Regions from separate parts of the Canis lupus genome. Here region 2 is linked to region 1. A link is a contact called in public Hi-C data. All regions are on one chromosome and are shown on one strand. Each heading gives the region's core, a stretch centred on a gene start, on an enhancer-like site or on the middle of the called end of the contact. The rest is flanking DNA. Distances are from core to core; before and after follow the strand shown.

What was found. Hi-C and Micro-C count contacts between places; a contact is called where the count stands out from the background.
Region 2: a contact with region 1 is called in a Hi-C map of amygdala, with 7 times the contacts expected there. The contact joins the promoter of LOC119871823 here to the promoter of DDX10 in region 1. A contact is called at or near these places in 3 of 9 Hi-C or Micro-C datasets (amygdala and blood).

The regions. Positions count from the first base shown.
Region 1 is chr5:23,971,018-23,975,708 of UU_Cfam_GSD_1.0, reverse strand. It overlaps DDX10 (probable ATP-dependent RNA helicase DDX10), which reads left to right and starts at 1,532. Exons shown (of 15, transcript XM_038536261.1): 1 at 1,532-1,842. The coding sequence starts at 1,657.
Region 2 is chr5:24,870,360-24,874,997 of UU_Cfam_GSD_1.0, reverse strand. LOC119871823 reads left to right here and starts at 1,737. Exons shown (of 4, transcript XM_038536312.1): 1 at 1,737-2,285; 2 at 2,736-2,840. The coding sequence starts at 2,033. The region is part of intron 2 of ALKBH8 (alkylated DNA repair protein alkB homolog 8); the gene reads right to left.

The DNA.
Region 1 (4,691 bases), core at 283-2,782:
CAAAACTATTTTCATCCCACAAAACTGAAACTATATACTTATTAAGCAGTAACTTCCCATGTTCCTGTCAACCTCTATTCTATTTTCATTTCTGATTTTGACTCCCTAAATATCTCAGACAAGTGGATTCACACAGGACTTTTTGTGACTGGCTAATTTCACTCACCATGATGTCCTCAAGGTTCATCCACATTGCAGCATTGTCAGGATTTCTTTTGTTTTTAAGGCCTGATAGTATTCCAACATACCTACATAACACTTTTTGCTTATCCAGTATTCTTGGATGGACACATAGGCTGCTTTCACCTTTTAGATATTGGGAATAATGCTGTTATGAATACGGGTTTGTAAACATCTATTTCAGACCCTGCTTTCAATTCTTCTGTGTGTACATCCAGAAATAGAATTGTTGGATCATAGGGTCATTGTATCTTTAATTTTTTGTGGATGTATATAGAAACTTTTAAATAACTTCCCTTTATTGACCATTACCCTCCACCACATCTAGGGACCCTGGGTTTGAAGATTCCCTGGGTCACAGTCTCTGCTTCCCCAATCATCTTCTGTCTAGGGAATGGGCATGTGTTTGGGGGTAGTCATCTGGCTATATGGCACTGAAAAATAATATGAGGGCCTGAACAGCCTGCATGTGAACTTTGAGCCTAATCTCTTTCCCTGCCACAGCTCTGCCCTCATCTCTATCCAGTGTATACTAGTGGCCACTGCAGATAAATGTGTCAAAAAAACAATTCATTGGGCACCTGCGTGGCTCAGTTATTGAGCATCTGCCTGTGGCTCAGGTTTGATTCTGGGGTCCAGGGATCGAGTCCCACATCAGGATTCCTCGCTCAATGGGGAGTCTGCTTCTTCCTCTGCCTATGTCTCTGCCTCTCTTCTGTGTCTCTCATGAATAAATAAAATCTTAGCCTCCCCCCATTCATCGAAGGCCGATTCATGTAAATGGCCAACCTGCAAATAACTTTTCTTCCAATTCTTTATTTTTAGTTTTCATTTTGTCTTCATAACTGCATTTTAAGGCAAATTCAGTTCAATTCTGCTTGTTTCCTGCTGCTGCAGCGGAGTCTGAGGGGTCTGCAAAAACAGGGACATTAAGATATAGAACACTCATTTTTTTATTCCTGGGGCAGTATCCTGACTCAGATTCAACTTGGAAGTTATTAAATAGGTGTTTGAGCTTTGGGCAAGTGCGCGTGTGCGCGAGAGTGTGCATGAGTGCGTAAGCGCACGCTTTGCCAAGATTAAACCCAGGGCAAGCGCGCACTAACAACCCTGAAGCGAGTCGTGTGACGTCACCGTAGTAGCAGCAACCCGTGCGCATGCGCCCATTTAAAGAGCCGGCGCTCGCCAGGCGCCGCTAGCCCCGCCCCCTTCCTCAGATCGCTCCTCCTCCGTCTCCCCGCGGCTTGCCCGCTACGCCCTGCGGAATCCAAGTAGCCAATCAGCGTTCAGCCTTCGCTTGCCGTCAACGGCGCGTGCCCCGGTTTCAAAAGCTCGGGGGCGGGCTCCGGGTTCCGCGCACGCGCCGTCGCCTCTCTATCCCCACGCTGGTTCCGCGTCTCCTCACTGCGGACGGTGCGGCTGGCCTGAGGCTTCTGGTGTCCGGGGGAGGTCGGCTCTGTCGCCGCCGCTGCTGTTATGGGCAAAACTGCCGACTCTCGGGGGCCGGGCGGCCGGCCCGACCCGGTGCGGAGCTTCAACCGTTGGAAGAAGAAACACAGCCATAAGCAGAGCCAAAAGAAGCAGTTGAGGAAGCAGCTGAAGAAGCCCGAGTGGCAGGTGGAACGCGAGGCCATCAGCCGCCTCACGCAGAACTACGAGAAGGTGAGGCCGGGGGCGGCGCGGCGGGCGGGCCGCGGGGCTGCGCGTCCTCGCGGCGGTGGGAGACCTGTCATGGGTGGGCCGAAGGGGGGCTGGAGACGGGGTGGGGTGGGGTGACAGGTGCGGCCGGGCCCCCCAGCACAGTTGAGGCCCCACAGGTGGTCCGCCCGGCCCCGCGGACCAGGCTCTGGACCCTCCAGTCGCTCTTCTGCTCGCCGCCCTGCTCGGTAGAAAGGATGGGGCTGAAGTGGCTCTTTAAGAGCAAGGAGTTAGTGAAACGGGGTAATAACAGTGGTACTAACGGCAGTAGTCATACTGACGACACCTACGATTTCAGCCCCTCACCGTGTGCTTCACGTTAATTATTTGACCTGAACTGGGTCTGGGTCTTATTCCCATTTTGCAGGTGAGAGCGTGGAGGCTCCGAGAAGGTAACGTACTTGCTTTCAGCTCACATGTTAGTAGGTGGTGTGGGATTGCAGCCTAAATACCCGTGTCTTTCCAAGTCCAAAGCCTCACGCCGCATCTGCGTCCCTTCTTGTGCTTATTTTCTCTCCCTGATTCGTGTCCCCGTCCAGGAATTGGCACAGGAAAGCTGGGCTCCTGGTGTGTGCCTGGCACCTGCCATCCCCCATTGTACTCGATGTTCTGAATAGCCCTGTAGTTACCATTTTGACCTCTTGCGCCTCCCCCCCCCCCCCCCCCCCCCCCCCCCCCCCCGCAACCCGATGTGTTGGCCGACACCCACCTCACTCCCCTCTCAGTAATTGCCCCTTCTACTGCGGTGTAGTCAAGGATTTAATATGTGGGACGTTTCTGGAATTATAGTCATCAGGTGTCATGCTGGTATGGCTTTCCTTTAAAGGACCCTTAGGTCAACAAGATTAGATAGATAACCTTTGTCTTTGCTTAGGCTTTTGAGTTAAGGTAAATGATAATTTGATCCTGGCTTTTGGTCACCGGTTGAATGTGTGGGCAGGTTACTTACTCTCTCTGCTTCCCTTGTCTTATCTTTAAAAGGCATAGTAATACCTGTTTTATAAGTTGTTTGGAGAAGTTAGTGACTCTAAAGCTTATCTGCACAATGCCTGATACATATAAATATATTAGCTGTTACGTTATTACTACTATTGACATACGCACACCATTTTAAGAAACCATTGATTGCATTTTAGAGTCTTCTTTATCTAACCAGACTTGTTTAAGGGGTATGGTCCCAGCCTTTCTTCTCTTTTGTAATCCCAGTGCTTATTCTTGTGGGTTATTGGCTCCCTTTTGTATTCTACCCACAGCTCCTCTGAGTTCGTATTCTTTTTTTCCGATGGTGCTGTGGATGTCTTTACCTGTCAGAATATTTTAAATACACAAGGTCATTATCTTTGACTCCAGAATTCACCGTTTTAGTTCCCTCTTGCCACTGTAACAAATTGCCACAAACTTCATGGCTTAAAACAACAGAAATTTGTTCTCTCGTAGTTCTGAAAGCCAGAAGTCTGAAATCTGTTTCACTGTGCTGGAATCAAGGTGTCAGCAGGGCCATGGTCCATCGGGAGGCTCTCAGGGAAAATCCATTTCTTCCTGCTTCTCACTTCTCACTCCTGGTGGCTGCATTCCTTGGCTTGTGGCTGCACACTCCAAACTTTGTCTCCATGGACACATTACCTTGGGTTCTGTGTCAAATCTACTTCTGCCGTTCTTAAATAAGGATGCTTTGTATTGCATTTAGGGCCCACCCAGAATATTGAGGATAATTTCCCATCTCAAGATCTTTAATAATGACCTGTACAGAATCACTTTTGCCATCTAAGACAATATTCACAGTTCTGGAGGTTAGCATATGGACATCTTGGGGCTGATACTTGGCGCACCACATGCTGGCCCCACTATCTAAGCGGACTACTGAGCTAGAAACCTACAAGTAATCCTAGAGACTTCCCTTTCAGTGGTCATACATCCAGTCATACTGATAATCTCTTCTGCCTTTAAAATTTTTTAAAATGTTACTCCAGGCACCGCCCCCCATGCTTCCCCGCCCCCCCACCCCCAAATCCCAAGCCCCAGGCTATGCCTTAGTTCAGGCCCCATCATCTCTTGCATGGATTACTATAGTAGCTGTTGCTTATAATGGGGATTAGCAAGCTTTGTAAAGGATCAGATAGTAAATGGTTTTAGCTTTGCAGGTCAGAAGGGTGGAACTACTTAACTCTGCCTTGTAACACAAAACCTAACATAAAAATACTTAAATGGGTATAGTTGTTTTCAACAAAACTTCCAACAAAACTTCAATTAGGAAATCTCATGGCTGGATTTGACCCTTAGGCCTTATCATCCTCTAATCTATCTTCATATTGCAGGTAGAATGATTCTTTCCTAGATGAAAATCCAATCACCTTACTCCAGATTAAAACCCTCCCTTGGCTCACAATTACTTTCAGGAAAATGGTCAAGTACTTTAGTGTGTCGACACGTTCTGCAGCAGAAGAGTAAGTTATTTGTGACCAGGCACACCTGGTTTAAATCTCACTCAGGAGGATCCCTGGGTGGCTCAGCGGTTTGGCGCCTGCTTTCAGCCCAGGGTGTGATCCCGGAGTCCCCGGATCGAGTCCCACATCAGGCTCCCTGCATGGAGGGAGCCTGCCTCTCCCTCTGCCTGTCTCTCTGCCTCTCTGTCTCTCTGTGTCTCTCATGAATAAATAAAATTTAAAAAAAAAATCTCATTCAGTTTGGGTATTGACTAGCTAAGTTCTTAATATTCCTGAGTCTGTTTCTTTCATTCAGCAGAGATTACTAACTACCCAGAGTGTAGTAAGGCTCAAAGAGGTGACATATGTAAACCAAGTGGTGTGTGATAA
Region 2 (4,638 bases), core at 488-2,987, 900 kb before region 1:
GACACTAAGAGCCCAGTACCAGCAGATGGAGCCTCATGATCACATTCTGTCCTCTCTTCCTTCTTCCCTTTCAAAGACAAATCCAGATAGCTCTGAAAGCCCATTTGTTCCCCATTCCAGGGACTTAGCAATGTGCTGCCCCAGGAGGTCTGAGTCACCTCAAAAAAAGGAATAGCCTGATACCAGCTGCTGAGGTCTGGAGGTACCCCTTTCTAACAAGGACACATCCCTGGCCAAGAAATTTCCACGACTGCACAAAGGTTTGGATTCTCCTTGGCACGTGTGTAGAAGTGTTACAGGATGTGACGGGAGTGACGTCATTATTTACTAGATAAAGTATTAGCCATACTGAGTCCAGTCTAATAAAAGACAGTCTAAGCACTCTCTGTAGGATAACACGAGGTTAGAGATCACACAGACTCTGCTACTAAGTTTAATCCCAACATACCCTATTGGAGATTGCCCTACGTGGTAATAGTAATGTGTGAACCTGCCCTCCCTGAACAAAAGAATATCCATAATGCAGGAAAGCAGTATAGAAAAATGTTCCTGTGCTTGTAGGTAAATTTTGCTTCATTAACAGCTAAAGTTAGAAAGAACTCAAATTCCTCTCAGATGAGGCCTGTTTATAAATTAAAGCACAGGTATAAAGAGTATACATATAAATCTCTAGAACAAAAAAGAAATTAGTGATATGGGTTGGCTCCAGGAAAGGGAAATGGGTAGGCTAGTACAGGAATGAGAGGGAGATTTCTTCTGTCATAACTTTTGAATTTAGTAGCTATTCAAATTGCACTGCCTACTAAAAAAGGAAATAAAATTTTAAATAATTAGAAAAAATTTACTCCATCACTGGTCGTCTCACCCTATTTTAATTCCTTTAAGAACACCTATTCTGTATTTTCTTATGCCTCATTAATTTATTTTCTCTCTTTGTCCTCTAACTTAACCAGAAAATAAACTATGAAACAGAGATTTTTGTCTGTATTACTCACCCTGGAGCATTCAGCACCTAGAACAGGACCTAGCAACAAGCAGCCATCCCACAAACGTTTACTGACCACATTTAACCTACCTTGCCTTCTTATCTCCTAAACCACGTCAGGATTCTGAGTTTGGTGGTCCCCTTCAACGCTCTATTACTTGGTGTGTACCTCTCTCTCTGCCATTTTCAGGTTGTATTATAATCACCTGTTTGGGGGTCGGGCTAGCCCAGAAAACTGTCGTCTGCTTGAGGTCCCAGACCTGAGTGCCTGGCGCACAGCAGGAACCCGGTAAACGTCTGTTACATAAACTTGGCTGAACCCGCACCCTGACACTCCGAGGACCAGAGAGGGCAGCCCCGACAGCGCCGGACGTACCCCGCCCGGGCTGCAATCGCTCGTCCCCCACCCCAAAGGAGACAGAGGAGCGGCATAGACGCCGCGTGAGCATCCGCACCGAACACCAACAGGGCCGTGCCCACGGACCATCCCAGGGGCCCGCTCCCGCCATCCCTGTCCTCGTTCTGTCCTCGGGCACCGGCGGGTGAGGCCGACAGGAGAAGGCGGGGTTGCAGCCATCCCGCCCGCCAGGATGAAGCGCCATATATCTCTGCCGTGGCTCAGGCGGGTCTCTCGCCACGCCGGTACCCCCTCCCCTTCGCCAGCCTCACCATTGTGTCCCGGAAAGCCTGGGCGCCGCCATGTTGGAGGAGCCAGCACTACATTTCCCATGAGTCTGCGGGGCGACGAAAGGCACTCCCACAACCCCCTTCGCCGCCCGGCGGTCCTCGTCTCTGGCGCGGCCTCGAGGCTTCCGCGCGTGAACAGCTCTGCCTTACGGCGAAGATGTGGTCGTCGTATTTACGGCAAGAGCGGGGACCGGGAGCGCGTCTGACTTCTGGTAGCTCCGCACAGGGACGCTATCGAGGCGGTTGTGCGCCTCGGTCGCGCAGTGATGCCCGCCTCCTGAATCTTCTTGGAGGAACAAGAGAGGGGCCTGGGGTCTGAAGGAGACGTCGCGCGGGCGACGGAGAGGAGAGGGAAGGTGCATGAACGTGGCAATGAAGGGGGCAACCACACGGCAAGCAGGACGATCTGCGGAGGCCGCGGAGGGTCGTAGGGCGGGAACGATGGGTTGCGCCAAGTCGCGGAGGATGCTCGTACTGAGAGAAACCGTTCTGGTCTGCAGGTCTGTGGGGGCGCCTGGAGGAAATGGAGTTCTTGAGCGGAGCGGCTGGTGGAAGGCGGGAGGAGGCAGAGAAGGAAGGAGACGAGCAAACTGGCGCGAGGCCCAAGTACATGGTAACACAGTGAGTAGGACCCAGCAGGGGCCTGAAGACGCGGGAGCGGATGGTGATTAGCCATGCCCTCGCCCTGATGTCCTGTGTGGGACGTGAGTGTACTGTCCCCGTGCCCCGGTGAGCTATGTGAGTGCAGGGAAGAGAAGGGGAGAAAATCACGCCCGCAGAGCAGCGGTGGGGCCCCCGGGCGGACCCTGCCCCTGGAAGAACAGCTCCAACCGGAGTGCTGTGCAGTGGAGGCATGACTTCCACGGAGCCTCCTAGGTTAGGAGGAGGAAAGAACAGAAGTCCAGGGAGAGAGAGTGAGGCTGGGGCTGGATTGCAACAGTGAACAGTTGCCCGCTGGAGACGGTCAGATCAAGCACACTCACCAGCCACAGAAGACAGGATAGGGGAAACCTGCTCCATCTCCCCAGTGTGTCCTTACTTGTGCATCACCGGATGTCTGCAGAAACATGCTCCTCTAGGACCTGCTGCGATGGTGGACATGTTTGGTGTCCAGTAAGGCGGCTGCTGACCATGTGGCTTTCAAGCATTTCAAATGTGGCTAGTACAAGTAAGGAACTGAATTTTGAACTTTTAAAGTTTTTATGTGGTTTTAACTAATTAATTTAAATTTAAATAGATGCATGTGTCTGGGGGCTACCAAACTGGACAACAGTGTAAAATATCCCGTTGGCCAAATTCAGTGATTTCATCTCCCCATCCACCCTGCTTGAAGGTACTGAAGATTTTAAAGCTTTTGAACTTCTTAGCCTCTGTGAAACTACCTTGGTTCTGTGAGTTCTTTCCACACATTGTGATCACTTGTTTTCAGAGGTTTTCACTAGCTTGCCTTTCTCTTTCTACAATCAAACAGAAGCAATTCTTCAGGCTTTGCAGTTGACAGTCTTCTCTTACTCTGTAGTATTTCCCCATCTGCTGCCCCAGGGTTTGAGAGATTTGTGAATCAATCCTTAATCTTTTATCTTCAGCCCTGATTTTGCTTTAGGAGGCAGTTTGGTTTAGGAAAAATAATATGGGCATTGGGGTATGACCTGACACAGAAACCGCAAAACACCATTCACCTTTTGGGATTTATATAATAATTACTGTAAAGTATCTATTAAATGGTTCTTCATTCTTTTTCTATCCTTCTGATTTTGAGTTACAAGCACATATTTCCAACCACCCACAGTCCATCCTTGCCTCCATATCCTTAGAAAAAGTTAGAGAGACATAAAATTTTGCATGAAATTCATTTCATACAGGCCCGTATCTTTTGCTTGGGATATTGCATGGATCGTTTCTCCCAGAGAAGATGACTCCCTGAAGTGATTTTCAGCTATGTTAAGGCCCTGTTTTATTCATTATGTAACTCCAGTGTCTTCCATAATCGTGTAATAATAGAAATCTGATAAATGTTGAGCTGAAAAGAAACTTAATTTGAAGATAGAATTCATCTTCACCAGCTTTACATGGTGATCTATAGTAATTTCTCGAAGGTTTTAAATGCTGAACTAATGACTCTTGCCTTAGTAAAAGTCACCTCAGCTTCTTAGTAGGTGCAGTCCTCTGTGTGACAGGTACAGAGGTTGGCAAGAATTTTCTGCAAAGGACCAGATAATTTTTCATCTTTGTAGCCACACATGGTCTCTGGTCACATACTCTTTTTTTGCTCTATTTTTTGTTTGTTTTTAAACAACCCTCTGAGAATCTAAAAACCTTCCTTAGCTCCCCTGGCTTATGCCAGCAGGATTTGGTTCGTGGGCTATAGTTTTCTGACCCCTGAACCCACTTCCTGGGCACTGTAATCCTGAGCACAGTCTCAAGGTAAAGCTAAGATTGGTGCCACTACTGAAGACATTTATTATGAATTACTGTATAAATGAATTTCATCAGATTAGTCAATACTACATTTTAAGCATGGAACACAGAGATCTGTCCCACAGTAGAGTTCCAGAAATTAAGGCTAGGAGTAACATATCAGAATTGCTTTTAGTTGCCAGTGACAGTAAAATAGACAGGCTGCTTTTTAAAGAAATGTTATTCTTCCTCAACTGACAATTCATCCAGACAAAAGCAATCACTAGTATTTGTTCTACTGTTCAAAAATGTCATCAAGAACCCAGATGTTTCCTACTCTCCTGCTCCACCACCCTTTGCATGTAGACTTTTCATTCTCATTCTTGATGTCTCCTATTACAAGGTGGCTGCTGCTGCTCCAGATATCTTATCCCCATACTAGTGTCTCTAGCTGGGAAAAAAGGAGCAGAATCTGTCTTTTCATCAAGGAAATGAAGTTCACAGTGGATTCCTCCTTGTTTCTTTCATCATACATGGGGGTACATACTATGGTAGGCAGAATAATGGAC